2 separate regions of the Zea mays genome follow, and region 1 is linked to region 2. Evidence: chromatin contacts called from public Hi-C data. All regions are on one chromosome and are shown on one strand. The core of a region is the stretch at or near the end of the contact, and the rest is flanking DNA. Distances in the headings are between cores, read along the strand shown.

Region 1 (2,700 bases), core at 135-2,634, 120 kb after region 2:
ACAGCCTACAGTGCTTGTCCAGTGGCGCACCGGACTATCCGGTGCGCCCATCGCCAGCAGCCTCCCCAACGGCTACTTTGGTGGTTGAGGGCTATAAATACCCCCAACCACCACAACTCCAAGCATCCAAGATTTCTGAACATCACATTCAATACAAGAGCTCTAACATTCACTCCTAGACACAATTCAAAAGATCAAAGTCTCTCCAAGTCCCAAATTCACCTCAAATACTTAGTGACTTGTGAAAGAGTGATTTCGTGTTCTTTTGAGATCTTGCTTCTTGGATTGCCTTTCTTCTTTTCCCATTCTTATTCTCAAGTGCTTTGTAAGCGAGGCAATAGACACCAAGTGTGGTGGTCCTTGCAGGGTCTTACTGACCCATGAGATTAAGGAAGAATACTCACTCGGTCTAAGTGACCGTTTGAGAGGGAAAGGGTTGGAATAGACCCGGTCTTTGTGACCTCCTCAACGGGGACTAGGTTCTTTGGAACCGAACCTCGGTAAAACAAATCACCGTGTTCATTCACTTGACTTCTATTTGATTTGTTTTCCCCTCTCTCCCGGACTTGATTTTAGTTCTAACGCTAACCCCGACTTGTAGTGTGTTTAAAGTTGTAAATTTCAGATTACGCCTATTCACCCCCCTCTAGGCGACTTTCATGCATAACCAACAAAATAATACACAAAAGAAATTTAATATATGTAATGCATAGAAAAAGCATGTCATAATATACCAATTGAAAGTCAACATAATTACATCGGTCTTAGAATACCACATGTATAAATCCAGTTGGACTTGATACAAATTTATATGATTACTATTTAAAACTAAAGCATTATACTTATCACCATGGACTTGATTTTCTTTATAACCAGACTACTACATATATGATAAGCTTAAAAAGGATGTTAGTCTTAAAGATACCAACTTATAGTGACCTCCCCTAAAAGTATGTATATAAGTTTGAAATACTTGTAGGAGACTCCATAAATTCACCATAGAGCAGCTATATAATTGGATCTAAAATTATCGAAGTGTTTGGTACAGTTCTACCTTCATCTCTATCTTACTTATGCATATATCCTACTTCTTAGACCGTCTCCAGCAGACCATATATATGGTCGTGCAAAATACTGTTTTATAATATAGAGTGCATTATTTATATAGTAGAGTTTGAAAAGAAAATGAGATAGAAGGTATGGTTGGACCATAGGAAACATGCTGGAGCCGCCCTAGGAGGCAAAATACATAAAACAGTAAAATGATTTATCCTTCATCGGTTCATGTGGGAACCATGCAGCACACGGCGGTGGACATGATGTCCACAGTAACTAGGCATGGGCATGCGACCCCTCCACGACCAAGCATGGGCTCCATGGCCACGACATTCAGGTGTAGGCGCGACGACCATGGTGCAGGTGGGGATGGTCATGTGTGTGGTGGCTAGGGGTGGCTCGCCGAGCGTAGCAAACACGAGGATAGTCGTGATGAGGAGTAGACAAGGACGAAGAAGACGTGAAGGAAAGTACATAACATTTTTTTCTCTTTAACGAGTGACATATTGAGTAATTCTTTTAACTCCACTAAATTTGGATTTTGTTTGATACTCTTTCGTTCTAATTTATAATTCGTTTGACTTTTTCAATACTAACTTTGACCACAAGTCTTATTCTAAAAAAATATGAAAAAACGAAAAATCATTATGGTTTTTTTATTATCAAATATACCGAGCAATTGAAAAGTACCAATGCGCATTCAAAAGAACATATAAATGTCAACAGCAGCACATCACAACATCTAATCTAATATACAGATTGATACATTGTTACAGCTTAGTGTCAAGGCCACGCCCGCCAAATATGTCTGCAACAGAAAATGTATGATAAGGAATGAACTTGACCGTCAAAGGTGCCAGCTGAATAGTGCTGCGGTCATTCACAACAACTCGAGACAACAAGTACTATTGGTGTCGTCAAAGACCAGGTAAAACAATATCATCAAACATAATAACATGGAGAAATATAAACCATAAAACTCGAACGTCAGAGCAAAGGCGATCCATAGACTATCTTCTTGGGGCTTTAAGGTGCAACAAGTGCCAAAGTGTTTGCTCAAGATGGGGTACAACACAATTATGAAGTGGAGCAAAAGATGATGTGATCTAAAATAAAATCATTCAATCGAAGATCCTTAGCTGAAAACTTCGCAGTCAACAGAACTGACTAAGACCACAGAGGCTACACCTCCTTCCCAACACCATCCTACTTGTCTTTGCTTTTCTCTGCTTCCTGCTCATATCGACGTTTGAACTTCGCAATCTGGCCGAGGCTTTGAGCCATTTGCCGCTTGGCCCTCATGTGGTACACTTTGCCAGTATGATTCACCTTGGTCATCATGATATTGATCAGCCTACCACTCTGCGTCACATATGAAATCCATTGCATCTGAGGATGCAGTCCTTTCCTCATCCTTCAGACCTATTCAGAAATAACCAGGAGAGCAATTGCATCATTTGAATAATAATAATAACAATAGCATTTACTGATGCCGAACCTCTCTGTGACTTGTGAGTTATAAACCTTGATCACTACAATCCAAATAGATACAGTTAAGGGCATATTTGGTTACATGAGACTAAACTTTAGTCCCTCTTTTTTAGTCCTTAAATTACTAAAAATAGGACTAAAGAGGGGAAGAAA
Region 2 (2,700 bases), core at 191-2,690:
TCCATCGACACGAACACTGCAGGTGCTTGCTGAGTATTTCTTGAGAGAATCAATAACACGTGGAGTGCAGTACTCATCTGCTGCGGCAAAGCCAAGGTAGTTGTACGAGCCCAGGTTGAGGCATTTAGTGGTATTTGAGGTACGCCTGCAACAATAATGAGCATTAGCGACAGTTCGAACTTGTTTTTCTTGCAATAATTTATGTCTGAATGATCATTCAATTTACATCTTGAAAAGTGAATGAAAGATATGCTTAACTATGTTTAGCCTATTGTCGTATTGGCTAAGCTGAAATTGTTTCCATAAATTAGAATAATAGAATAAATGCTTACTGTAATGTCTTGTTATTGTCGTTTGAGGTGCGCTCAACAACATCAAACCATGAATCAGGTGCACTTGCTATCGGCCTACCAAAGCAATCCTGTAAAACCACAAAGGACGGATTGGTTATATCCTGAGGTGCACAATCTTGCTTAGCAAAACAGACTTGAATCCGACATTAACCAGGAAAATACATGTAATTTACAGCTCCAAGTATTTCAGAATATATAGTATTTTGGTCTAGAATAATATTCATAGCGGGCATATATGTTCACTAGTGCCAGGTGCATAAGACATTCAAATGCATAAAGAATAGGCATAAAAATCAGGAAGATTGCATTTAAAATGCTCATAAATAAACAAAAAAATCTAATCCTTTGAACATATAGCATACTTCAATGTACTCGGATAGGGCGCTCCAAATATACACCTGCACAGCCTATTTTCAAGATAATACACAGAAATTTCTTCGGACATCAATGAATTCGGATGTGTTTATCTCACCTGGATCCGCAGGTACAGTCGTCGCACATAGAAATCCTCCAGTCCCAGGCAGATCGGCGCGTAGCCCTGTATGAAGCCAAACGCTGAATCAGAAATACCAAGAAAAATTGGGACGGGATCTCCCGGATCCGGGTGCGGGGAGGCGGAATTCGGCCGGCCGGCCGGCCGGCCGCCCTGCGTACCTTGACGTTCTTGGCCTTGAACCAGTCGACGAACTTGCGGAAGAAATCCCTGAGCTGGCCGAAGGCGAAGAGCAGCCCGTAGCTGAACAGCGTGGTCAGCGCCGTTGTGTAAGGCAGCCTCACCATCTTGCCCCTTCCTTAATCCCCCGGGGTCTCCTCCGGTTGCCGAGACGCCACCCGAGCTATCCCGAAAATTATTTGACTTTTTTTGGCCGGAGAGCTCGTCCGTCAGAATTCGAATCCTTGACTGACCGCGAATGCAAGGTGTTCTCGGATTCCAAGATAGCTTCTTGGAGATCTCCCGCCCTGTCTGGCTGGCTGTGAATTGGATTCGATGAGACTGGAGCGAATGAAGCGTTGATGGGGAGAAGGACGCGGGGAGAGGAGGGATTTAAGGGAGGGGAGAGTGAGAGGGGGTCGTCAATGGCGACTGCGCGGCCAAGGGAGGAGGAGGTGTAAGGGTTTGAACGTTGAACAGCGCGACGGGGAAGCAAGGGAAGAACGGGAGGAAGGACACAGACAGCCAACCAATGAGGGAGCCAATCTGTAAACATCTTTTTTTTCTCTATTTGTTGTTTTGTCTCTATATGAATGTTTCTGCAATTGTGCATTTACAGGAATTCCAGGGTGGTTTGTACAATAATTGTAAGACAAAAAATAAAATAATTTGACAGTAGGCAGTTCACTATCAATGGGATTGAGAAAGCAAGGAGTTGTTCGCTTAGGATTAAGGGATGTTTGGTTTATAGGAATTAATTTTTAGTTCCTTTATTTTATAATATTTTGGTCTCTAGATTGTTAATACAAGGACTATCCATATCTAACAATTTAAAGACTAAAATTGAATAAAACAGAGGAACTAAAAATTAGGCCCCGTTTGATTCATTTAGCCCAGAGACTAAAGTTTAGTTAGGAGATTAAAGTTTAGTCCCTACTCTGTTTGGTTCTAGGGACTAAAACAATTTAAAACACATTAAATAAATTATAAGAGGACTAAAATACCTCATAACATTCCTCGTCGTTAATGCAACTGAAATAAAAGAGAGCAAAAAGTGGAATTTAAATGGTTTAGTCTCTTTTAGTCACCTCTTAAGAGACTACATACTAAAACAATTTAGTCCATGTTTTTGTCCTACCATTTGACAATTTAGTGACTAAATAGGACTAAAATGAAGTGACTAATCTTTAGTCCCTCAAACCAAACGAGACCTTAGTCCCTATAAATCAAACACCTCCTAAAGTCAGATGTTCGGACTGCTATAACTACAATCGATAAAGACAAAATATTATAGAACCAGTAGAAACTGTACGAATTAAAGCCAAACGTACTGGCTTTAAATCACAAGCATGACAAAATGTTCACTGAACCCGCTAGGGAGATTGAGAAGAAACTCATCATTTCAAAGACGGTGATCAATGCTGTTAGATGACAATATATTTCTTGAAACATTGTGTCCTGTTGAAATATAAGGTTATCTCCAATAAACTTCTTATCACATCTTATATCATACTCTTTATTTCAAACTCCACTATATAAACAGTGTAGTGATCATGGCATGATAACTCTGCCTCCCATGTTGATCTAGTGTTTTTCATATGCTCTTATTAATTAAGTAGGATGCGACATTGAATAACTTCCAACAATCTATGTAATAATTTTGTTACAATAAAATTATATTTAGCTACACTAAAC

What was found. A called contact is a pair of places that touch in the nucleus more often than the background predicts.
Region 1: a Hi-C map of leaf shows a contact between it and region 2, with 4 times the contacts expected there. The contact joins the enhancer-like site here to the promoter of LOC100285632 in region 2. A contact is called at or near these places in 3 of 25 Hi-C or Micro-C datasets (endosperm, leaf and tassel).

What each region holds. Positions count from the first base shown.
Region 1 is chr4:24,040,872-24,043,571 of Zm-B73-REFERENCE-NAM-5.0, forward strand. It overlaps LOC100277284 (a long non-coding RNA gene), which reads right to left. Exons shown (of 2, transcript XR_565157.3): 2 at 1,986-2,478. Among protein-coding and RNA genes, the nearest start is that of LOC100277284, 4.9 kb to the right of the region's middle. Within about 2 kb of position 1,385, at least 9 of the 20 cell types and tissues checked have an H3K27ac peak or open chromatin away from gene starts, as enhancers often do. A contact at or near this core is called in leaf, where this site is marked.
Region 2 is chr4:23,917,646-23,920,345 of Zm-B73-REFERENCE-NAM-5.0, forward strand. It overlaps LOC100285632, which reads right to left and starts at 1,441. Exons shown (of 12, transcript NM_001158523.1): 1 at 1,008-1,441; 2 at 826-891; 3 at 333-421; 4 at 1-145. The coding sequence starts at 1,133.